Regions from separate parts of the Sus scrofa genome. Here region 1 is linked to region 2. A link is a contact called in public HiChIP or PLAC-seq data. All regions are on one chromosome and are shown on one strand. The core of a region is the stretch at or near the end of the contact, and the rest is flanking DNA. Distances in the headings are between cores, read along the strand shown.

Region 1 (7,072 bases), core at 669-3,168, 270 kb before region 2:
GACATCCCCAGGACACCAGAGGCCTTGATTCCAGGGGAGCTGAGAAGACCTTTCTGGAATGGGAGGGAGGAAAACCCAGGCTCCAATGAGCCCCTGTGGCATCTCCTCCATTCACCTGTGTTGGTGGGGGGAGGGAAGCAGCAAGACCAAGCATCTCCAATACCCAGGACCGAGGCAGCCTGGCTTTCCCTCAGATTCAATTAACAGGGTCAGGACCCTCTCCTTCCACTGAAGGGAAGCAAGGCTGGCCTCTTAAAATTTAAGTTGAAGCAGGGTCTGAGTAAGTCCATTTCTACCTGGGAATCTTTGCGTTTCTTCCCCTGCTGTAGGAATCCAAGGGAATAATTACCAGACATGGACTGCAAAGACACATGGGCCCAGAACCAAAGATGACTCGCTTTCCTCACCAAGAGCAGGGCCAGCATCTCTGGGTGATGCACAGCCTGCTAGGACCTGGATTCGAGGTGAGGGCAGCAATAGAAACTAAGCAGGAGACAGAAAGCAAGAAGGAGGGTAAGGAGAGCCTCTCTCTGGGCTTCAAGCCTGAAATAGAAACTGTTCATCCAGAAGCCGGTAGAAAGTGGTGGGGAAGAGGAGAGGGGTGGGTAGCTACAGCCAGCTGTCCCCTGCTGCCATGGTACCTGGGTGTTATGGACAGCGCTGAGGACAGCTGGATCTCCAAGGTCATTCTCTCCTTCCTCCTCCTCCACTTCCTCCTCCTCCTCGAGGTCTGAGGCAAGATCTGGATCCTGTTTCTCCTCCTTCTTCTCGTCTTCATTTGGTTCCTCTTTCTCCAAATGGGAGGCAGAAACCAATTCTACCTCAAGAGCCAAGGGGCCATAGGCCCTGCCTGGGCCTCGCTTTATGTGGGGGCCTGAGGAGGAAGTAGACTGGGCTTCAGTTTCAAGGAGTCTGGTCTAGAGAGGAAGCTTCTTTGTAGCACTTCTGTTCACAAGCCCTTTCCAGCACTCACTTCAAACATAGGCACCAGTTCTCAGAGTTTAACTCAGCCTCGCTACCCCAGGGGGCCCCTAACCACCCCCAACCAGAGCACAGGGAACCCGGCAGGTGCCAATCCCCTTCTCTGTCTGCACCCCCTCTTCCACTCTCTCATTGGTACCACCACAGGCTCCACCTGCTCACCCCACTCACAGCCCTTTTCAGGCCTCTCTAATCAAAAAAGTTCCAGCTGTCCCAACTCAGGGCAACTTAACCCTAGACTACCATGTGTTTTACATATATATGTTCATTTAACTCTCACAACAACCATACAAGGTTGGTATTAATTCTTTCTCTCTGAAGGTGAGGAAAACAAGGCCCATAAAAGTGATCTCAGTCACTTCACTCAGCATCATGTAGCTAATAACGAAAAAAACTTGCAATCTGGATCCCAAAGCCATGTCTATCCCGAGAACCAGACCGGCAAACCTCCTCATTCCTGGGCTTTGAATCAGATAACACAGCCACTTGGTGATACTACCTTGAAGGTATTTCATCCTTGCAGGCTGGAGGACGTGCTCCATGGCTGTTTCCTCTGGTGAGAGAGCACTGCTAGCCTCTGGAAGGTCAACCTGGGACAGAAAGAGACCCAGAGACCCTGTTCTCACCCAAACCGCCAATGTCTCTCTCCAGTAAGGATGTCAGAGGAGTTTTGGCTCTGATCTAAAGGGGCAGGATCCCTGGCTCTCAGAGTGCCCCAAACCCCCACCCTCTGACCTCATTAGCTCATCTCTAAGAAGCTGTCCTGCAAAGGACAGCAGAAATGAGTAACCAGGATGGGAGTGGAGAAGAAGCACTTCCACAGTCACCTCCAGCCTGAATCTGTGCACAGTGAGGGGGCTCACAGCTGCCTGGTTGCAAACACCCACCCCAGGACTGTGACTGTCCCTCCTGCCCAGTTTACCCCCTGGCAGCCTGGGCTGAAGCAGGCTTGCCGCCCCTGCCTTTAAAATTCCCAGCCCCTCCCCTGCTCCTGTTAAAGGGCCAGCATCCCCAACATCTTGGTAGAAATGTCAGAACAGAATCTTAGGATTAAAAAAAAAACCTTGAAAGGGCAAGAGGATTAAAGTGCATTTTTAACCTTCCAGGGTTGTGAGTTCAGCTTATTGAGATCGATATTTGGGGACAGATGTCTTAAAAGAGGGTCCCTGTTTTCCACACTCTTAATAGGAATTATGTGAGGGTCTGTTCTCTTTATTCCTAAATTTTGTCCCATTAAGTTAGATGGGAAATCCCTGGGTGGATCTTGAGGCGATTACCTAGCAGCCAAGGTCTCAGTGCTTAAAGGCAGGACACCTGTGGGTCTCTGCGGTCCACCTAGTTAGCTTGCCCTCCACTGTGTCCTGTGAGTTTAAGCCTGCTATCCACTCCCACTGACGAGGGACCCCTGTGAATACAGAAGATAAAAACACTCTGGCTTGAGTTATACAGATAAACCCATACCTTTCTGGCTGCTGCAGTGGAAAACTGGTTCAGAAGTTCAGGAGTATAATGAAAGGGAAACAACAACAAAACAAGCACATCAGGACCAATTGTAGCAAAACCTGAGACCCTTGTGAGCCTGATCAAGGCCTTCAGTGATCCTGGGTTTGGTGCCCCAATCCTGTGTTCACCTGAACCACACATGGCTTTTTTTTTTTTTAATTTTAATTATATATATATATATATATATATTATATATATATATATATATATATATTAGGTAAATTCAATTCTTTTTTTTCTTTTACTCAATGAATTTATTACATTTGTAGTTGTACAATGATCATCACAATCCAGTTTTATAGGATTTCCATCCCACAACCCCAGCACATACCCCCAACCCCCAAACTGTCTCCTTTGGAGACCATAAGTTTTTCCAAGCCTATGAATCAGTATCTGTTCTGCAAAGAAGTTCAGTCTGTCCTTTTTTCAGATTCCACATGTCAGTGAAAGCATTTGATGTTGGTGTTTCATTGTATGGGCTGACCTCACTTTGCATGATAATTTCTAGGTCCATCCATGTTGCTAAAAATGCCAGTATTTCATTCCTTTTAATGGCTGAGTAATATTCCATTGTGTATATGTACCATCTTCTTGATCTACTCCTCTGTTGATGGACATTTAGGTTGTTTCCATGTCTTGGCTCACACATGGCTTTGTAGAACTTCTGGATGAAACTGAAAATGAAGCTAATTCTCTACACCAGAAATCCAAATTAGGGTCCCTTTTTTTTCCTTTTTCATCTATTTGGGGCTGCACCCAAGGCATATGGAAGTTCCCAGGCTAGGAGTCTAATCAGAACTGCAGCTGGTAATCTATACCACAGTCATAGCAACATGGGATTTGAGCTGTGTCTCAGACCTACACCACAGCTCATGGCCACACTGGATCCTTAGCCCACTGAGCGGAGCCAGGGATCGAACCTGCATCCTCATGGATACTAGTCAGGTTTGTTACTGCTGAGCCACAATGGGAAATCCCCATGTTAGGGTCCTATCCTCAGGGTTATGGATCCATGATTCTTGGTGCCTCTAAAGAAAAATATTCCTTTTTTTTTTTTTTTTGTCTTTTTGCCATTTTTTGGGCCACTCCTGTGGCATATGGAGGTTCCCAGGCTAGGGGCTGAATCAGAGCTGTAGCCACCAGCCTATGCCAGAGCCACAGCAATGCCAGATCCAAGCCGCATCTACAACATACATCACAGCTCACGGCAGCGCCGGATCCTTAACCTACTGAGCAAGGCCAGGGATGGAACCCACAACCTCATGGTTCCTAGTCAGATTTGCTAACCACTGAGCCACGATGGGAACTCCAAGAAAAATATTCTTTTCAAAAGTTTTGCTATAGGTCATAACAATATGGTTGAGGGAAAATTTTTAAGTACCTGCGAGTTCCTGAAACTCTTTTCAGGTAGCTGAGTTGGGTTCAGGCCTTTTTGGTAATGTTGTTCAGCTATTTTTTTCTCAAAACTTCCTAATAATTTACCCTGGTATTATTATTGAAAGGGCCAAATTGTGACTTTCATTGTTCCAGCAGTGACTTATCAGACTGTTATAGAGACCAGGTGTTAGGAGATTCTATTGCTGCAGGCAGAGTTTCATTCTCAAGGAACTTTCTGTACCAACTAGTAGCACAGCAGGTGGACTAAGGCCCAGTCTGCCAGATCACAGCCCTCTCTTGGCTGTTTGAAGTGTCACTTGAGATGTGTAGAGGCTTTTGTAAAAGTCCCCTACCCTTGCTTGAATTCTTACATGTCTATTGATCCTTTATGTTTCCTAGGTTTATGCCAAGTTTAAGCCAAGGCTGGGCTAACCTTGGGGTACAGCAGTGAATGAGACAGTGGCACCCACGGCCTATAGAACTTCCCAGAACGGAATAAGAAGTACAGAAAGCTTAATAGGATTTTTGGATCAGATAAAATATATCTTAGGAAGTTCCCATTTTTGCTCAGCAGAAAAGAACCTGACTAGTATCCATGAGGACGAGGGTTAAATCCCTGGCCTTGTTCAGTGGGTTAAGGATCTGGCATTGCCTCAAGATGATGTGTAGGTCGCAGATGGTGCTTGGATCTGTCATGGCTGTGGCTGTGGCCGGCAGCTGTAGCTTCGATTAGATCCCTAGTCTGGGAACATCCATATGCTGCAGGTGTAGCCCTAAAAAGCAAAAGAAAAAAAAAAAAGATATGTTAGAAATGTTTACATTTGCTGAATAAAACACCTAAGGGCTGTTCCACATTTATGGGTAGATTTTTAATCCACTATTTCAGGGTCTTTAATGGTTGTAGATCTATTCTGGTTGTCAGTTTTTTTCTTGAGACTGTCTTGTCCTCTAGTCTTGTCTTCTAGTAACATTCCACTTCTTATAAGTTTTCAGATTTATTGGTATAAAGTCGTTCATAGTAGAAGAGTATTTTTAAAATCCAGGCTATATCTGTACTTTGTCCTCCTTTCTATTTCTAACACTATTTACATATTTTTCTAACACTATTTATATATATCACCTTCTTTTTCTTCTTTCCAGAGTTTATAAGTCTTTTCAAAACACCATACATAGTCAGGGTTTCCACAGGAAATAGAAAGTACACTCAAGTTGAGTACTTTTTTTTTTTTTCTGTCTTTTTGCTATTTCTTTCGGCCGCTCCCGCGGCATATGGAGGTTCCCAGGCTAGGGGTCGAATTGGAGCTGTAGCCCCCGGCCTACGCCAGAGCCACAGCAACGCGGGATCGATCCTCGTCTGCAACCTACACCACAGCTCACGGCAACGCCGGATCGTTAACCCACTGAGCAAGGGCAGGGACCGAACCCGCAACCTCATGGTTCCTAGTCGGATTTGTTAACCACTGCGCCACGATGGGAACTCCTCAAGTTGAGTACTTTTAATCAAAGTAAATTTTTTAAAGATAGAATTTTAATAAAAGGATATTTATAAGTGTATATAAAGAATACGGTATGATCATAAGGAAGAGTATGGTCCCCTGGGACTAGTAGTTATAGTTGGTTGTTAGCACTTTGGGGCAAGAGCCAGAGGATAGAGCCGTTACCAGAACCTGGAGACAGAAGGCTGCCTGGCTGGCAGGTAACTTCAACACCTGCATCCTATGGGCTCCAGTGACAGTCCTCTCCTCTAAGGGATATCCTTTTTCTCTGAGGTCTGGAATCTGTTCCTCCTCTTGCCTCTTGAGACCTAGGTGTGGTAAAGTTTCCTCACTCTCGCTAGTCCTTGGGTGCTTCACATTCTTTTTTTTCTTTTTTTGTCTTTTTGCCATTTCTTGGGCAGCTCTTGCAGCATATGGACGTTCTTAGGCTAGTCGTCCAATTGGAGCTGTAGCCACCGGCCTACACCACAGCTCATGGCAACACCGGATCCTTAACCCACTGAGCAAGGCCAGGGATCAAACCCGCAACCTCATGCTTCCTAGTCAGATTCGTTAACCACTGAACCATGACGGGAACTGGGGGTGCTTCACATTCTTAATGCATTTCCCTTAACCCTGCTCACAGCTTGGTAGGTAGTCTCTTCCCCAAACTCTCCTCAATTATCCCACTTGAATGTGCTGTTTGCTTCCTGTCAGGATCCTGACTGACTATCTCCACCACCAGCCTGCTGAGCCATTCTGTTCTTGTTCTTGTTCAACTTCTTCTCTCATCCATCAGTCATTGGCGAGCCTAAAACATAACACCACTGGCCTCAAATCCCCTACGCACAGTCTCATCTCTGACTCTCAGCAGTCCACCTCACCCCTTATGTTACTGAGAAAATAGAGACCACTGGGGCTGGTCTACTTAAATTTCTACTTGGAAGAAATGCATATGACCCACAGGCCTCCTTACCTCCTTCTGCTGGTGGGGTGTCCCTCCTGCTTTCCAGTCCAGCCTCTCTTCTGGGATGCTATACCTTCAGCCACCTCAGGCCAGCTCCTCTCCTCTGTGTCTTCAGCCTCTCCATTTTCCCCTCTTTCTTCTGTTAGCAAAGAATAGAAATAACAGGATAAGTTCATTCTTAAAAACAAAATTACTTCTTTTTGCAGCCCCAGAGGGGCAAAACAAAATTACTTTCTTGTTTTTGTTTCTTATTTTAACTGCCCCTTATCCCTCCCTCTCCCACCTAACAACCTAAGCCTATTTCCTCAAGGCATACCCTTCCTTCAACCATTGCTCTCTGGCTCTGACTCCATCATATTGGAGGCCCTAGCAGATACAATGGACTTAATCCCTAAGTCTCCCAACTCTCTTTATAGAACACTGACAATTTTTCAACCTTATGTTAGTATTCTGCAAACACACCATCACGACAGGACCCTTACCACAACTTCTATCCATAAGTCACCTCTAAAAACCTCTTGGATTAAAAGAAAAAAAATATGTAGAACTATCAGTATCCATTACTCCTCAGAAATCATTTTCAATACTCTTCTGAATTACTGGTCATTCCTCAACTAAGTGCAAATGACATGTTTCAGTCCTTACCTCAGCAGAAGTCTCCTGTGGCTTTTGACCCCAGCCTCTTTACTTCTCTATTCTCCCACAGCTTCCTGACACTTCATTCTCCTGGTCCTTCTTGACTTCTTGGGTCGTCTTTCTTTGGCCCCGT
Region 2 (6,946 bases), core at 2,352-4,851:
GGATCCTTAACCCACTGAGCAAGGCCAGGGATCGTAACCACAACCTCAGTCAGATTCATTAACCACTGAGCCACGAAGGGAACTCTGTTCACATACTCGCATCACATACACCCATCTGTCTTCTTTCTTCTGTGAATCCTGATTACCTCTTCCTCTCTATAAATCCTCCTGAGTCCAGGTGTTCCCCAACCCCCTTACCTGTGTAATTTGGAGGTGTTTGCTGCAGGAAGCTGGGCAGCCACTCATACATAGTGATGCTCTGAGGGTCAAGAGAGGGGAAAGGGGAGGCCAGCGCTGGAGCTGCTGTCCTGAAGGGATCTGAGCCCAGGAAAGGCCTAGGTGGGAGATGAGGACCAGGCTGGGGCAGTCAGGGGAGAGTCACTCAAACAGGAGAGGGGCAGAGGTGCCTGTCCCCCACAAGGAACCAGGGGGTCGGGGAGGGCGACAGCTAAACAATAATCACTAGGAAATCTCTTGTCTAAGTAACGCTTTGCCTCCTTGTCATTTTCAGGGAGACAGTAGCTCTCGGGGAGGGGGAGGGGTGTTTCTCCGTGGGGTTGTGCAAGGAGGGACGGCTCTGGGGACCAGGACGTGGGCGAGGAGCCTTGCGACTGACCTGGTAGGTGGCGATGACCCTCTTGCGCGCGTGCTGGAAGAGCTCCTCGTCCCCCCAGAGCGGGTGCTCGCGGGCCAGCTTCTGCGCGCACAGGTTGTGGTAGCGGAACCAGAGCAGGCCCAGCGCCTGCAGGAAGGGCTCGCGGTTCCCTTGCTCCGCCCCGAAGGCTGCACGCGCCGCGGGGACGCAGGGGAGAAGGTGAGCGCCGGTGGGACCGAGGCGGGTGCACCTCGCCGACCCCCGGCCCGCGTCCCCGCCCGGCCTCACCGTACAGCCCCTGCGGTCCGCGCTGCCCTGTGGCAGGGTCGGGCGGCGTCCACATGAAGAGCGGGTCCTGCGCCTGGCGGGGGAAGGCGGGGTCGGGCCCCGACGCCAGCTGCCCGCCGGAGAAGCTCCGCAGCTCGTCGCTCCAGGAGTGCGAGGAGCCATAGATGGCGCTGCCGTCCAGCCAGCCCGTCACCTCGTTGGTCTGAGGGGACGGCGGGAGCGGAGGTGGGGGCTGAGCCGGGGGTCGGATGGTCGAGGCGGGTCAGGGAGGGCGAGGGTCGGGCGCGGGTGGGAGCCTCTCCCCACCTGCCTCGGGTCCGGTCCCTCGGCCCTGCCGCCTGCCCTGCTCACCAGGTCCCGGGGGTTGCTGGGGCTCTGTCCGGTGTTGGGATCCCAGCGGCTCCTCTGGAAGGGCAGCACCACGTCCCCGCTCTTGTGCGGGTCGAACACGGGGTCTCCGGGCGGGATGTGGATGTTGAGGAACTCGGCTGGGCAGCCAGGCTTTTCAATGCTCACCAGGTCCGAGAGCACGTGGTAGCCTGAGGCCATGGGGTGCAAACTCGTGAGATCTCTACTCCCACAGCCAGAGCTGATGCCAATTTCTTAAGAGCCTAAAGACAAATGTTCCTGTGCAAGCTTCGCTGTCAGCTCTAGAATGTTTTTCTAATCGGTATTTAAAGTGGGGTTATATAGTACCCTCCTCACCCACTTCATAGGTTGTGAGAATCAAAATAATATAGCTATTCTAAGTGCTCCCCCAGACCAGTCCCCATCTCCTAATAGATATCGGTTCCCCATCCCTCTTCCAGGGAAAGAGGTTAGAATCACAACTGGAGGAGAGGGGCAGCAGGGGACTCAGCTCCTAAGAGCTGCAATGGGGGTTAGTGGCACTCCCCGGTTTGAGTAAGGGGCTACAGAAAAATTAGGAGAGCAAGCACCTCTGAATCATCATCCTGAAGGCCCTCCAAGAGGGAGAAAGCCTTGAAGTGCTGCTCGGTGGGGGAGGGAGGTGGTTCAGAGTCAGGTAGGTCTCCCATGGACTTGGAAAGAGGCCTCAGGGCCCCTCTCCCCAGGCAGTGAGCAAAGAGCCAGGTCAACCCCAGTGTTCTTCCACTTTGCCCTCACCGAAGAAGACCCCCAGCACCGTGCGGTTGCGGATGGACCGAAGCCCGGCTGGGCCCCGCATAGTTGTGTGGCTGAGTTGGCGCGGGTTAGGTAGCAGTGGCTCCCCCAGAGCCTGATAAACACCGTCTGCATAGTTGGCTGGTACAAGGCGCCGCAGCGGGGAGCCTGCGGGAAATAGGGAACCAGGCTCTGTCTGAGTAATCTGTTCCCAGCAAGCCCAGGAACCTCATCCTAAGCCTCCCTCAAAGTCCCCACTCCCTCCGATGAGACCGCTTTTCTTGCCCCTGGAGTGGAGTCACTGTGCAGACAGGCAGGTGATTGGTGATGCTCTCTCTTGGCTTCTCAGCACAGGACCTCCTTCGTTCCTGCCCTCCGTTAGCCATTTTCCACCCTCTACATCCACCCCCTTCCCAGACTGCAAGACGCACCCGCAGCACCATGCTCGTGTTGTCTCAGGTTGTTGAACCAGCCATCATAGCGCTGCACTTCCCAAGTCAGTGAGAGTGCGTCCTGGCCACCTGTGGGTCAGAGAGTGATCCCTTCAGTGCTAGCCTCTCTGGGGCCCTGTACTCTTGGCCAGTGCTTCTCAAGGCCACCGGCTGCCCGCAACCCGACCCAAGTGGCAATACTTGGGCAGCGTCTGCGCTGGGAAGTTTCTCTCCAGGCTGACCCACTCAGCGATCTGACCCGATCTTCCAGCCTCAGGGAGCCTCTTACCCTCACTTCTCCCTTCCCCAACAACCAGGGGGGACTAGGTGACATCTCATCTTGAAGCTAGGGGCACCTGATACTTACCTACTGGATCCAGGGGTACAGTCAGCAGAGCTCCTAAGAGCACCAGTGCCTCTGGTCTTATGCAGAGCATGCTTACCCTGAAGCCAGAGGGGTGGGAGGTGGTACGTGAGGGGCACTGATCAGGCATCCCCCACACCCACACCTATAGCTGGCGGTGGGGGAGAAGGTGCCAGCTGTGTCCACTTCTAGAGCAAAGTTTTTAGAAGCATCACCAGAGCACCCGTAGCCACTCTTTTTAGGGCACAAGCAGCCCTGTAGGCATTGTCACTGGTCCCCACTCTCCACCACCTTGTTGAAGTAACCTTCACCACACACAGGAACCCCTGGGGCATAAGTCCTTTGGGGCTTGTCAGTCCCTGGCAGAACTTTACCTCCAGCCTTCCAGGTCCCTCACAAAGACTTGAATCCCAACCCTTCAGGAACTGCTTCTCATAGAGGAGGCAGGGAAAGTAAAGTGGCTAGTGAGCTGAAAGCCTCGGACCTGCAGTCCCTTGTATTCCTCAGTGAATGCCTGTGCATGGACACTAGGGATGGGAAGATCAGGCCCTAATAGGCCCCCGGTCTAACTTCTGGTTTAGGACCCCCACTGGGGTCATTCGTCTTCTTTTTCTTGGAATCTTTACTTCTCTATTCTGCTCCCCGCCTCTCCCTGCTTCTCCTCCCCAGCTCCACAGATTCTCAGCCTCCAGGGCTTCACTCTTACCCTTCTCACTGGGTCCTCTGAGTCCAGCTGCGCAGGTGTCCACTCAGACCAGAGCTGCACCAGGTGTGAGCATCTGGACAGAGGCTCTGCTTCTTGCTGTGCAGGTGGCGCTCATTCATTTACATAGTGACCTCCACCCCTTATTTGCATGATCTCTTCCCGCTCAGACTTGGCTGCCACACCCCTACGCTGTTGGCAAGGTGCCCATGCTGCTATAAAAGGGGGGCAGTTCCCCTGTGACTTCCAAATGCAAAGAGAACCTGCAAAGCCCGCTCTCCTGCCTGACTCCTTTCTAGCCAACTCAGAACGCCTGAGGACAGGCAGCCTCTGAGCTTCCTTAGGGGCCAGCAGAAGCCTGCCAAGGAGCTCAGACTTCACTGCTCATTGGGTCCAATCCTCGCACACAGGGGGTGGGATAAAGGGAAGAAGGACCCAGGCACGGACGCCAGGGATTGCTCTCCCAGCTGGAGCAGACTCCCCTCCTCCCAGTTGCAGCATGACTCTGTGGAACGGCGTGCTGCCCTTCTACCCTCAGCCTCGGTATGCCGCCAGCTTCAGCGTCCCACTACTCATCGTTATTCTGGTGTTCTTGGCCTTAGCCACCAGCTTTCTACTCATCTTGCCCGGGATTCGTGGCCACTCGGTAAGGAGATGCTAGAAATTCTGGTCTGGGGGTGGAGGGCATCATGGGCAGCTTGTCTCTGGACCTTGTGGCAAGGCCCTTCATGAATAGCCAAAACTGAAACACTGAACCAGAGAAGCACAGGTGGAGCACACCCAGAATTTGGGTCCAGGAAGAACCCCTTCCCAAGAACAGGGAGAGATCCATACAAGACATCCTAGAGACTGATCCCAGCTAGATCATTCAGGAGGCTGCTGCAGTGAGAGGGAGTGCCCAGTCTAGTAATCTTGGGCCAATTTTGGTCTTCACAGGCTGCAGGGGTCTCCTGCCTTTCCCCAGACTGCATCTCCACTCCCATCCCACTCCTGTCTTGACCTCCAGGTGGTGATCTTCCGCCCAAGAGGACAAAAACCGGCCGCTCAGACTGCTGTGTTTTGCCTGTGCACTGGGTTGAGATGTGTGTGGGTGCTCCTCATCCTAAAGACTCAGAGATTCCTGCACAGGATTTGAAGTTATAGCAAATTGGGCACTTTTTCTTAATTTTCTCCTCTCCCAGAACCTAAGTTCTCTGTTTTGAGAGTCCAGTAGGACCTGACTTATCTTGGTTTTCTGGGAAGCCTGGCACATCTAAGAATATCTAAGAGGTTGTGTTCCCACATCCTCTACTTGATGACCAGACCCTGAGGCCTCCCTCTCCTGAGGGAGGTGACCCCTGCCTGCCTAGCACTTCTGAACTTAATGAGCCTCATCACAGCAGTGACTGGAGCAGTAGGTGGGACCAGGGCTAGGAGCCAGATAGCTGGAGAGGAAAGGGAGTGAAGGTGATGGGAAAGCACCAGGTTGAGACAACCCAGTTGCAAGGTGAACTGGGAAATGGGGTGGGGTGGCAGAAACACAGATGTCAGGAAACATTAGAAATGCTAGTGGTTCGGAGGGACTTGGACAACTTGACTTCAGCTTTTAAAGGTCAGGAATGTAATTGGGAAAAGCAAACTGGGCAAGAGAAGGAAGTTGCACGGGCAATAAAGGCCCTGGGTGGCATGGGGTCAAGGGAGGCCTTGGGGACTCTGGTTGGGCAGTACCCAGACCTGACCAGGTGCCTGTCCCTGCAGCGCTGGTTCTGGTTGGTGAGAGTTCTCCTCAGCCTGTTCATAGGCGCAGAAATTGTGGGTGAGTGTGTGATGCAGCGGATGGGAAGAGGACCTGGGGTGAGGAAGGAGGTGGCCAGAGGGTGCCTGGGAAACTGGAGCACAGGGGTTGGGTTCCTGATCCCTCTTACCATTCTCTTTCTAGTGGGCACGCTCTAGTGACCACTCTTCTGCCCTTGCCATGTGTACCGTATTGTACTCCTAGACCTCTCCTCTCTCTCTACAGTGTCCCACCTCCCATCACTACCCTTCCAATTCCATCCCCCCCATCTTCCGCCTAAGCCTTCCCCTCCCCCACGGTGTGCCTCTCCCCACAGCGGTGCACTTCAGCGCAGAATGGACCGTGGGCGAAGTTAGCAGCAATACATCTTACAAGGCCTTCAGTGTGGCACGTGTCCAAGCCCACCTCGGTCTGCACGTGGGCCTGGAGGGTGTGAATATCACACTCACAGGTGAGGGGTCTGTGTCGAAGTGATCTGGGGTTTGCGGAGACCATGGTTGGGGGGAGTGTGGAAGGGGCAGCTGGAGGACCTCACAGATCCCGCAAGCTCAAATAGCTTTTGGTCCTCATTGATTTATGTTTTCTCCAACCGCTGCCAAACCCATTTCTCTCGGATCCTCTCTTTCCTGTCTGAATCCATTTATTGCCGGGTCCTGGCTGTAAGCAACCCGGTGACCCCGCCGCTCTCCGCAGGGAATCCGGTACAGCAGCTGAATGAGACCATCGACTACAACGAGCAGTTCATCTGGCGTATGGGCGAAAACTATGCGGCGGCGTATGCGAAGGCTCTGGAGAAGGGGCTGCCGGACCCAGTTCTCTACTTGGCGGAGAAGTTCACTCCCAGAAGCCCCTGCGGGGTTTACCGCCAATATCGCCTAGCCGGACACTACGCCTCCGCCACATTGTGGTGAGCGCTTAGAGAAGGCAATTTACGTGTGTGCGGGAGTGGGGGTGGGGCTGTGAGCCGGAGAATGTGAGGTACAGTTACAGTCTGACGGGCTTGGGGTGAGAATTACCGCCTCGTGGGTGGATGGTTACGAGGTCTCTACAACCACCGGAATCCGACGAGACAGCAGCTGAGACCCTCCTACTCCCCCCGGGAGGGTTTCCCTGCGCCTCCACCATCCCAGCCCCCGGCTTTCGCTCTGGGGAAGGGATGTAGAGGAAACGAGCCTGTGGGAACACGGCTTACAGCGCGGATGGGGCCCTCTCCGCAGGACGGCGTTCTGCTTCTGGCTCCTCTCCAACCTGCTGCTTTCCATGCCGGTCCCGCATTATGGAGGCCTGGCTCTCCTCATCACCGGCGCCTTCGCCCTCTTCTCTGTCTTCGCCTTCGCCTCTATCTCCAGCGTGCCTCTTTGCCAGCTCCGCCTCGGCTCCTCCGAACTCACCACTCACTACGGTGCTGCCTTTTGGATCACGCTGGCCACCGGTGAGGACCGAGAGAACTGCCCCGGTGCCGGGGCGGGGTGGAGGGTGGGGTTTTATATCGGTGTGCGCTTTCCACTTTGCATAATGAGTTCACATATATGATCTAATTTGCCCCTCTCAATAGTTTGTAGAGGCAGGCACTGTTATGCCTGTTCTTCAGGCCAGAGGAAGGGAGTTCGGAAGGGTTCGATATCTTGCCCCAAGGGAGCGTGCGAACTCGTGTAGCATGTATTCCATA

What was found. HiChIP or PLAC-seq counts read pairs in DNA pulled down with a chosen protein or histone mark.
Region 1: a contact with region 2 is called in an H3K27ac HiChIP or PLAC-seq map of alveolar macrophages. The contact joins the promoter of SPG11 here to the promoter of DUOX2 in region 2. A contact is called at or near these places in 2 of 47 Hi-C or Micro-C datasets (embryonic fibroblasts and fetal skeletal muscle) and 2 of 2 datasets of contacts at active chromatin or transcription factors (alveolar macrophages and skeletal muscle).

What each region holds. Positions count from the first base shown.
Region 1 is chr1:126,885,316-126,892,387 of Sscrofa11.1, reverse strand. It overlaps SPG11 (spatacsin), which reads right to left and starts at 1,918. Exons shown (of 53, transcript XR_002345138.1): 1 at 1,809-1,918; 2 at 1,481-1,571; 3 at 642-874; 4 at 1-53. It overlaps LOC110261210 (a long non-coding RNA gene), which reads right to left. Exons shown (of 3, transcript XR_002345158.1): 1 at 6,949-7,072; 2 at 6,313-6,442; 3 at 2,441-2,466.
Region 2 is chr1:126,617,165-126,624,110 of Sscrofa11.1, reverse strand. DUOX2 (dual oxidase 2) reads right to left here and starts at 3,601. Exons shown (of 34, transcript NM_213999.2): 1 at 3,507-3,601; 2 at 2,804-2,880; 3 at 2,437-2,526; 4 at 2,009-2,173; 5 at 1,235-1,422; 6 at 884-1,085; 7 at 617-783; 8 at 199-259. The coding sequence starts at 2,873. It overlaps DUOXA2 (dual oxidase maturation factor 2), which reads left to right and starts at 3,752. Exons shown (of 6, transcript NM_001243550.1): 1 at 3,752-4,149; 2 at 5,241-5,298; 3 at 5,594-5,728; 4 at 5,971-6,184; 5 at 6,495-6,709. The coding sequence starts at 4,003.